Regions from separate parts of the Oryzias latipes genome. Here region 2 is linked to region 1. A link is a contact called in public Hi-C data. All regions are on one chromosome and are shown on one strand. Each heading gives the region's core, a stretch centred on a gene start, on an enhancer-like site or on the middle of the called end of the contact. The rest is flanking DNA. Distances are from core to core; before and after follow the strand shown. Region 1 holds the start of LOC101160248 (bromodomain-containing protein 8). Region 2 has its middle 8.2 kb from the start of mir19b-2.

The links. Hi-C and Micro-C count contacts between places; a contact is called where the count stands out from the background.
Region 2: a Hi-C map of embryo shows a contact between it and region 1, with 2.0 times the contacts expected there. The contact joins the enhancer-like site here to the promoter of LOC101160248 in region 1. A contact is called at or near these places in 2 of 5 Hi-C or Micro-C datasets (embryo and fibroblasts).

What each region holds. Positions count from the first base shown.
Region 1 is chr10:26,392,951-26,398,437 of ASM223467v1, reverse strand. LOC101160248 (bromodomain-containing protein 8) reads left to right here and starts at 3,476. Exons shown (of 18, transcript XM_011480511.2): 1 at 3,476-3,557; 2 at 4,200-4,296; 3 at 4,936-5,005; 4 at 5,150-5,199; 5 at 5,309-5,431. The coding sequence starts at 3,539. It overlaps LOC101160491 (glypican-6), which reads left to right. Exons shown (of 9, transcript XM_004073642.3): 9 at 1-2,112. The coding sequence ends at 13.
Region 2 is chr10:26,590,561-26,596,047 of ASM223467v1, reverse strand. No RefSeq gene overlaps it. Among protein-coding and RNA genes, the nearest start is that of mir19b-2, 8.2 kb to the left of the region's middle. Within about 2 kb of position 2,062, at least 3 of the 8 cell types and tissues checked have an H3K27ac peak or open chromatin away from gene starts, as enhancers often do. A contact at or near this core is called in embryo, where this site is marked.

The sequences.
Region 1 (5,487 bases), core at 2,227-4,726:
GCGGTTGAGATAAAAAAGTGAGCCGGGCGAGAGAAAAAACGGAACGCTGGAAAAGGAAAAGAAAAAGCGAAGGGGAAAACTGTCAGAGACTTTAACAAAGACTGCCTTCAGGACCTCAGACTGTCCGCTGTTTGGGGGGGTGGGATTCGTCTTGATATTACAATAACTTCACTATTAACTATTTGTATGTTTTTAAGGACATTGGTGTACAGCAGCACAGTTTTCTTCCCAAGAATCATCGGATCATTTAGCTCCCTTTAGTTTCACTTTGCAGCATTTCCGACCTAAAATGACCTTCCTATTCTTGCAGTTGAATCTCCCGATACATTTTGTGCCTTCTTCAGAGCTCAGCGCTTGATGACGCGTTCGGAAAGATGTCTGGTGGAACGGGGTGTGCTGGTCGTCATATTCCTGAGGATATTTTAGGCAATGATGCAACATTTTCAGTGGATGAATCCCTGTAGACCTTTAAAAAAAAAAACAGTCCAAATCTGTAACACCTACTGTGTTCGCTTTGGCTGTCTTAGCTTTTTTTAAAGGTGGAATTGAAGAGCTGAGGTTTTGTCTGACCCAAAGATCTTTCCTTTTTGGTTCTTGCACCCGCTACGACCGTAACAACCACCTAACCTTTTAACGTCTTCAGTAGTGAAACAATACCTCGTTCTTGGATTCGATGCGAACTCTGAGTTGAAGGTGTCTGATAGTTGGATGCGTGGCTCCCCCTGGAAGAAGAAGGCGTCATCGTTGGGTCTCAGACGCCCCTCGCCGCCGCTGAATGGCTGCGTTCAGCACAGACTGCACGGCGTAGACTGTGGAGAGAAGATGGATGTCCAGAGCATTTCACGTACGAAACCAGAGGAGAAAAACAAAGTGTTTTGTTTGAGAGATCAAAGTCTATTTTGATACAGGGTTCTATGTTGAGGAGATGTGATTGTTTGTCTATTTTTGGTATGAAGATATATATTTGGTACTACAGGCAGACTGTACTGCTTGTCTGAGAGGATGGAAGAGGACAGAGTGCACAGTTTTACCCTCCCCTCCTTGTCTTGCCTCTGAAATAGCCTAAGTAGTACAAACAGGCAGGAATGTGTTCTCACCCTTTAAGGTGGAATCTTGAGGTTCCGTCACAGTTGCGTTCCTCCCGTTCGGTTGAGTGTTTTGTCCCGCTTTTTTAAGGATTTAGTCTGCACAGATTCCCTGAAAGTTCAGCATCCTCCAGTTTGATAATCAGGTCTGTGAGTCGACCGTTTCTACCCTAAACCGATGCTGCCTCCTGTAGCTTTTGTACAGTAACTTATGTCTGTATTTGAATGTCATTGCAACATGTTTTCCCACCCAAATACAGCGCTATAGCATGCGTACAGCTGGAAAAGGAACACTTGGCTCTCTGAGTAATTTATTAGACGCTCACATGAGGAAAAGAAATCCTGTTCAAGTGTAAACTCGAATCAAACCTCTTTGGTTTGAAGCGAGCGCCGTTAGGTTTTAAAGACACCTCCCGTTTTTATTAAGGTTCAGAGTTTGAAGGATTTGAAGAAAACATCTATGCATTAAAAGCCCTGAAGCCTTAAACGAAAAGCAGCGCTTCCACTTCAGACGGGAACTCTGTTTTTGTAACCCGTAAACATTTCTGCATGGGCTTGTGCACGTGTGTTGGAGCTCCGAAGAAGCAATCTCAGAGCTGGGGTGGGTGAAGGGGGGGATGTTAGGTTTATTGGTTTTGGGTGGCGATGGTTGAATGTCGGCGCTTGCAGGCCCCGGGGCGGCGAGCGAACCCGGCTGGCAGGAGCTGCTGGACGGTCATGTGACTTAAAAGTTAGGTTAGGTTCGGCAGGTGTTGGAAGCTTTGCCTTTGGCCCCTCGAGAACAGAAAAGGACTCGCTCTGAAGAAACGAATGACTGAAAAGGAGTGAAAGAAGTGTAAATACAGAGCAGCCGGGTTTAGATGTCTCTAAAAGAGGCCTTAACAGTACACCAGATTTTTACATGTCAGAGTATCTCCTAAATGTTATCAAAAAACACACAAGATAGATGTTAAATTGTAAGAAAAAAATGTATATTAAACATCATTTCTTAGTCTTGTGGAAATAAAGACTGCCAATATTTAAATGACTGAGTCTGTTTGTTTATTTTTGCTTCTTTTGGGTTCATGTCACCTGAAAATGGAAAAAAAATGTGAACATAAATAATCACAAAACTAATAAAGGCTTACGTTTGCATGATCCTGGTTTATAAGCCCCTCAGACTGATGTGTTTTGACAGTCATCTACCTAAACTTTATTTTGGTGTTGATCATGGCCAAAACGCTGTCATTGAATGAAGCCTGCAGCATCCAGAGCTCGTCTATGCAGACTGCTCCCTCCAGCTGTTGCATGGAACGAATACAGAGGCCTTTTAATTTGAAAACCAACAGGAAGTTGATCATTTGGAGGGAAAAAAAGACACAAAGATTAAAGTGTTTATTTCTCTAAACGGCAAATTTTATGACTTGGAGGAGATGGAATAGAAGAATTGGTAAAATTCTTTAAAAATTTGAATACTGTGGAAAAAAGTTGAGTATTGGAGGCTCTTTGGGCTTATTTAATCAGTAACTCCAAACCCCTGCAAAGGTTTGTTTTACCTTTTGGAATGGTCTAACGGTCTCGGTCTAACAGTACCGGTCACATAATCACAGTGAAGACTGCAAACTGCTGTTTTCCGATGATTGCAGCCTGTTTGTGATGATTTTATTGACCTGTGTGAATGAAAACAATGAGCTGTGCAGTCAGTCACACTGCAAGACATGAAACGTGGGTGTTATTGTAAGAATTCACATTGATGTATTAGATAAAATAATAAAAAGAAAAAAACTTCTCATCTGGACCTTTGAGTTCTGATGTGGCCCCATAGTGAATGAGGTTAGACTAGAGAAGGGAAAGTATTTGAGCTCACATGTTGATAGTGGAAGGGATGTTAAGAAAGGAGGAGGCTGGATGTTCCTGGTGAGTGTTTGTTTTTACAAACTGGTAACTTTGGCAGAGCTGTGGACCTACATGAAGGCAGCAGAAAGCCTGCAGTTCAGCTGATCCAGTCTGTCGCACGGCATCCCTCTTTCATCATTCGCTTAATTTTCTGTAAGCATTCTTTGAACTTCCAGCTTGTTTAGCAGGGATATTGGGGCTTCCCCTCCTTGTGAAAAGTGTTGACTATCTAATGGACATTTGTTAAGACAAAAGTCTTCACCGTGATTTTTTAGCTATTCATCTAGACTTTTAGGACCATTTAAAGGTCCAGGAAAACTTTTGCAGGTGTTAAGACCTGATAATACTGTTTAGTTGTTTTACAATATAGTATTATAATTTTTGTAGAATGATGAATGGAAATCAGATTTTTTTTTATGAAATCGATCTTTTATATAGTAATAAAGTTCAAATATTAACATTAACATTTAATACAAAAGAATCTATTAACTTTAGTTCCGCTCTGTCCGTGCCGTTTGTGGGCGTGTACCGTGCCCTGTGCACCATTGAAATCGGTCCGGTGGCCAGTCACAAAAACTATGGCGAGCGGTATCGGCAGTGAGTAAACCTTAGCTTTTATTTGCATTTTATAATGTATTTAAAACATGCAATTATTTAAAATCTTTATATTCTATTTTCTTTAAAAAAATAAAGACAGAAAACATTTTCTTTTTGGCCTAAAAAGCGTTTCTGTGTTGGTAAAAAGTGTGTGTCTCGCGAATTTGTCCCCCTATGAAAACACCGAGGCTAACATAAATAGCAATAACAGTAAAAGCTTTTGTAAATTTTGCTTTTAACAAGGTAGTTATTTGCAATGTATTTTTAAATTATTTTGTGTTTACAAATTCTACTAAATATTATCATACATTTCCGAAGCAAAATGCATTGTTTGTATTCTTAAATAGACAGTTTTACAACGAAACAAGCTAACACAATGCTAACGTTAGCAATTCACACCGCAAGGAAAACCTACTAGTCTAAATATAAAAAGAATAATTCTAAAAATCCATTAATGCATTTGCTATGAAAACTTTCCGTTTTTATTCGTAAATAAATATTTTTTTTGCCCACTTAAGTAGGCATGTGACTAAAATGTGTAATTCATTGGATTGCCCAGATCAAGTGTGTGAGCTTACTGTTATTGTTTATGTTAGGAGGAGGAACAAAAGTTTTGTGTTTTTTATGCCTTTTCTCACATAGAACACAAGATGCTGACTGTCGGACCGACAGAACCATGGTCGGTTAGAGAGAAGCTGTGTCTGGCATCGTCGGTTATGAGGAGCGGAGACCAAAACTGGTAACTTTTGCAAAGGCTATGTGTGTAAATGTTCTCTAAAGCTCAACAGCACTTGGTTCAGCAAGTTTGTGACACAATATCTATTCGCACCAACAATGTTTCATGGCAATACATCTACTATCCTTTTGAAGGGCTGTTTATTAATTTTTGAATGGGGAAGAGTTTGACAGAAACGGGCACACTTGGGATGTACAGCAGAGCGGAGAATGTACAGAATTTCCAGCATCCAGGAGGAACCAAGCAGTTGTTGATGCGTGGGGGTCTTCCCAAAAGCAAAATTGCATTTCCTATTTATTAAATAGAAAAAGATTTCAAATTGCCAGGAGGGGTTTTATTTTTATTTTTTGTGTAAACTCAAATTTCAATTATCTAACACACTCACTTCATAAGAGTCGATGACATTAGTTTGGTGTTTGCAAAGCAGTCTTTGCAAATGTCTTAGTGGTGTCACCAATTCAACATTAAGCAACTTTGGAGCGGTTAAATCATTTTTTTGATCGTCATATTTTACATGTTTCTGCATACATATGTGATTGGAAATAATGCTTTTACCAAAACTACAACACACTTTTGGATAAATCTTATTTTTAACATACAGTTGTTGTTTTTTTCTTGATGTTTCTTTGTTTTTGTCTTTAGGGTATCTGTAAGCAGAGCCATCAAGCCTTTTGCAGAATCTGGGCGTCCACCTGATTGGTTTTCTCAAAAGGTGAGAACCACCAAACCAATCCAGATGTTTCTAAATTAGTTCACATCTGTTTCACAAGTTTGTTGCTCTCTATTTACAGTCTCTATCTCAAATTTATTTTTTTGTCTGCTAAAGATTAAAATCCTTTTCTTCTCCACTCATCAGCACTGTGCCTCACAGTATTCGGAACTGCTTGAAGCCACAGAAGCACCAAAGTCAGTTTGAAAACACATTTATATCCAGAACCTCACACCCCAACGGACTTTTCCAGACGTGTGGAACACCACGGTGTTCATTGTAAACATTTATGTTATCCTTTTCCAGGCGGAAGCGTGGAGAGAAGGGTGAGGTGGTGGAGACCATTGAAGACGTCATCGTTCGTAGGCTAACTACAGAGAGGATAGAAGAGCTGAAAAAACTACTGCGAGACACACAGGAGCAGTACAGGTACATGTGCACAGTGAGAACTTATCAACAATTATCTATTCAGTCCCATTGAAGGC
Region 2 (5,487 bases), core at 813-3,312, 200 kb before region 1:
TTTTTCCTCTTTTGTAATAAATAACCTTTGGATATTTGTGGGTAATAAGTTGTTTTTGGCCTTGAATATTATTTGAGCGGTACAATACTCTACTAGATCGTAAAATTTGAGTAATTTTGATTCTATGAATAATATATTTGTGTGCTCAAGGTAACTGACTTTGTGTATGATTCGTATTGCTCTCTTCTGAAGTATTGAAAGTGAATGTAACGTTGTTTTATAGTTGTTCCCCCAAACCTCTACACAATAAGAAAAATATGGTAAAACTAATGTACAGTATAACATGTGGAGTGATTTGTGGTCCAGAACCAGTTTAGCTTTATTTAAGACAGAAATACTTCTGGATAGTTTAGCTTGTATGTAGCTAATATGTGCTTTCCAGGTAAGTTTGTCATCAATTATGACCCCAAGAAATTTATTTTCATAAATTCTTTCAAGTTTCACCCCATTTATGTGCATGTCAATGTTAATATTGTTACCCTTATGGTGACCAAATAACATCATTTTTGTTTTACTTAAATTTAGTGAAAGCTTATTTACATCAAACCACAGCTTCAGTTTTCCATCTCCTTCTTAACAATTTCAATGAGTTGCTGCAGATCATCCCCATCACAAAACACATTAGTATCATCAGCAAATAGAACTAGCCGTAATTTGTTAGAAACCTGAAATAAATCATTTTTATATAAAATAAACAATATTGGTCCCAGAACCGACCCCTGAGGGACACCACAAACAATGTCCAAACATTGGGAACAAGCACGTTCAACCTTTACAAACTGCTTTCTGTTGCTCAAATAGCTTCTGTTCCAGTCTAGCACTAACCCCCTAATACCATACCGATCCAATTTATGAATTAATATACAGTGGTTAATTGTGTCGAAAGCTTTTTTTAAGTCAATAAATACCCCGATTACATGTTTTTTATTATCAATAGCATTTGTTATATTTTCTATTACATTCATCAGGGCCAGTGATGTTGATCGATTTGACCTGAACCCATACTGTCCTTCGTCCAGTATCTTGTGCTTTTCGATGAAAGAGTTTAATCGGGTTATGAACATTTTTTCCAAAATCTTTGATAACTGCGGTAACATAGAAACTGGCCTATAGTTTGTGAAGTGATGCTTGTTCCCGGTTTTGTACAATGGTATAACTTTTGCAATTTTCATTTGATTAGGAAATGAACCTGTTTGGAATGATAAATTGAAGATATATTCTAACGGTTTCAGAATTCCACTGATTACTGATTACTTATTTGTTCAATAAAAAAATGATTTACTGCATAGACAGATCATTTTACTCCTTTTTGGTGATCTTCTCAAGGTTGGTGCTCTTTTCCTATTTCAGGCAGTCTAGATTTGTTTCCTTACCATAAGTTATAGATTCTTTTGAGGTTTTATTAAGATGGGCCACCTTGTACTGACAGCGTTGTTCTCATTTTGATCACATTTTGTGGTCTTGAATTTGAATCAAAGCACCTGGATTTAAAATTCTCTCCATCAGACTGATGGATGAGCGGTGAAACCTTTCATGGGAGGAGATTTTAGGTCCAGTTGCGATGACTATCCAAGGAGAATGAGAACCTTCATCGTTTATTAAAATTACTAGCTGCATGGACAGTTTGTTTTACGATTTTTTTCTTAAGGTTGGTTTCCTTGACATTTTTAGGCTACCTGAAGGTGCATTTAGTGCCACATCTTTGCTCTGAAGTGTTTTCAACTTTGCGCTTGGTGAATTTGTCATGTAAACAGGGAACTGAGGGATTTGTGCTGCGTGATGAGTTCTCTGCAGAGGCCTCCAGCAGATGAAAGATTGATGAAATCACACGGAGAATGGTTAGCTCGGATCAGTGCGGAGCATCGTGTGGGAGAGGTGGCTGATTCAGGAAGAAGTCCGCTGGAAGCCAGAACCGAATTCTAATAATGCCGCATGCAAGCGCCAAAAGTTTCTCTCCTTGCATCAGTGAGAACAGAAAGAGGTGAGCAGCGTGCAGCGTGCAGCGAGCCGACATCACAGATGAGATCTGCAGAAACACGATCCACAGCAGCTGTGGGAGTAGCTACCACGCATGCCTTTGTTGTGACTTGCTGTGGGGGTTTGGAGTGGTTGGAGGTGAGATGGAGGCAGTTCCCTCCAATCGTGGCACGGTGCAAAATAAATAAATAAATAGAGGAGGATGAACAGTGCAGAATAAATAGCCCTGGACAGTGGTGGGTCTCTGACAGTCCTCAGATGCGAGGGGAGGAGCGTCTCTGAAGGGGAGAGTGGTAGGAGTTTGCTGGAGGCCGAGTTGACAGATGCCACAGATTTCAGCAGGAAATCCCAACCCAGAGCTGCTCGAAATGACTCTCCTTCCCCTCCTTCCTTCCTCCTTTATGTCCTGTTTTTATAAACACAAACAACCATATGTGAGCTGATGACGGATTCAGGGGGGTATTCCAGAAAGCAGGTTATGCTAGTTACCACGGTAAGTTTAAGGGTTAAGGAAGTTGATAACCTCAGCTTTCGGTTCCAGAAATGGAGGTATGTTTCAGGGTATGTCAAGTTGCCATAGCAACTCATGCTCTGAACATAACCTGGTCTGGAGCTTAATTATTTGCTTAATTTGCTTAATTATTTGCTTCAGTTAAGATGAATCAATTCTTTTTAGTTAAGTCAGCTTAAAAATAACACGTAGTTGTCAGACATTTATTTTACTTTTTATTTAAATTAATTCAATTAAGTAGGTGTAACTTTGGTGCTGCTGTTAGATCGGCACCGCAAGGGATTGTGGGATACCATTCCCTTTGCCTGTCTGGACAGATTTGGGTTTAAGTGTGGATTTTTGACCAAATATGTTATGTTTTTTAGCTGTTTTACTGTGTTTTGTCTAGTTATTTGTCCTGTTATGTTTTATTCTTCTGCACCATGAGTAAGAGGGAGGAAGAGGAGGATGATGAGTTTATATAGCAGCCCTACAGCACAATACATTCTTAAAGTCAAAGAAATGGCACATGATTTCATGCTGCAAATTCACATTGTTTTAATCATTTTATTATCATAAAATGAGAATATCTGCAGGCTCAAACTTAGACATATGAGAGTTAAAGAAGTACAATTAATTAATATGGAAAAACAGTTAACTGAATTGGAGTACTATGACATTTAGTTAGATAAATATGTAAATTTGAGTTGTGATGATCGGTGGAGACAGTAAAAGGGGCGGGACTTTTCCAACAACGTCTGAAGCTATGGCTAAATTGCGGTACCGTCATTCTTATCAAAGAGTCTTTAATAGAATCAAATAAACACAAAGAAAAAAGTATTTTATGATCTTTCATATTCACAACTACTCAGCGTTTTATCAGGGCCTGTTTGGATGAACACAGAGCTGATATCCTGGAGATGGAAAATGTTGTTTGGTCAGTGAATGTGTAATTTCCCACGGCACACTAGTGGTGTCACTTGCCTTACAGGAATCACTGATCAGTGAAAAAATATTCGATTTGTGGAAACGTTTTTTGTCAGGGGAAGGAGAGGGTTCAGAGATGCTGCGGAGGGAGTTTCATCATTTGGATTCACTTCTTTTGGACGTTCTGAGGTGACGTTAAAAACTGCAGCTTTCCTCTTATCCACTGACTGTAAAGCTACACTCAAACCGCCCTCGGCAATGCAAGCCGTCCAAGCGACCACTTCCAATGAAAAGTGTACGTAAAAGCCGGTTTAAGGCTTTCATGTTCAAGACTCTCTCGTTCACGCTTTGCTACGCACATTTTTGAGACCCTTTCCGGGCTCTACGTACAAAACATACGTCCTTTAAAGACGTGTTGAAAGTTAAACTGTAAACATTCAGAAACTCTAACTTTGTATTTTTGACAGCAGGAGATGGAAATTCCTTTTCAGTCAGAACGGGTGTTTTCTGTCATGATCACTTTGGTTTCTTCTTCTGCTATCAATTAAAAACACGACAAAATTGTTGCAGAATCTGTTCTTTTTCAATCTATTCATATAATTGCAATAAGATAATATTATTCTAAAGGCCCGTACACACCGGGACGAATATTCGCCAGGCGTTATTCGCCAGCGTTTTTCGCCACGTTTTTTGTGTTCACACCCAGGCGATTTTCGCTGACGATGAGCCGAGCGAACATGCAATTTCATTCCCTGACATTAGATGGCGCTTAATGTAAAACAGAAATACTCCTGTACACAAGGTGGCGCTGCGCAACTTTACGCTTCTTAAAGTCGCTTTTCACTCAGAAGAAGAGAGCAAGTATTTACGCGCTTGTCAGAATAATACAAAGAAAACATGAATATTTCAAGCATCAGTAGCTCCAACTGGTACTTGGTAAGGGGATATTTAAGAATGTCCGTCATTATTTCTTTGCGGCAGTGTAGACGCTACTTGGCGTCTATCTTCTTCGCTGGTATGTGTGCTCAGCAAGGCAGTTTTGTGTTTGAGCGCCCCCAAGTTGTGTTTTACTGTAACTTCAGAAGCTCCAGATACGTGTGCAAAAGCGCCATTCTCATTGGTCAAATAGATTTCGACGCGACGCGTCGAAAAAAAAAAACGAACCCGAGGCATTTTTTTTTTTTTGACGCTTTGTCGCGTGGCGTTTTTTCGCGTAGGTGTGCACACTCACATTGGTGCCCTTTGTTTAGTCACGAGGCGTTAAACGTCGGCGAAAATCGCCGGCGAAATTCGTCCCGGTGTGAACAGGCCTTAAGACCTAATCCCTCTCACAGGTGATTAAACCCTTTTAGCCATCATTTTTCCTCATCCATCTGACATTTTAAAAAATGCAAACATAAATGACAAAACCCAAATAACTGAAATCCAGAACTACATTGTTTGTTCAAATTGTCAGAATTTTTTCTTAAATCCAAGGAGCCACAATGGAGAAGTAAAAGAGCAGCATGTGGTTCTGGAGCCTCGGGTTGCAGATCCCTGAACTAGACGATATCAAGCCCACCAAATGAAGTTGTAAAAATATCTTAATTTGTCTGTGTTCAACACAATAGTTAGAATTGTGTGTCTAAAAGTGGGATAATAAACATTTTATAAAGTTTTGGTTCATTTCAAATGAGCTTTTGCTTCTAGGAAAGGGTATTTCTTTTGTTTTATAGCTTCAGAACCGTCTGCTTGAGGGCGGAAATTCACATCTTTTACGTATCGTTTTTGTTGCACCTCTGGATCTTGATGTGGCGCAAAGAATGCTGGGAATTGAAGTGGAAAGGGTTGAACCGATGTTGAACCACACCGCCGTCCTCTAATCGTGAGTTTGACGCAAGCGATGCAGTAAAAGGCCGCTGGAGGCGGGTTTCCTCCACCCATCCATCCTTCTCCCAAACCTGCTGAATCCCTTTCGGGTTCTCTGGGATGCTGGAGTCTTTCTCTACTGTTGGACGAAGACGGTTCGCCAGCCGCACAGCCGGGATTCGTACCAGGACATTCTTGCTGGGAGAAGTGCAAAACACCATCTTTTCAGCTTAAAGAGCCACTTT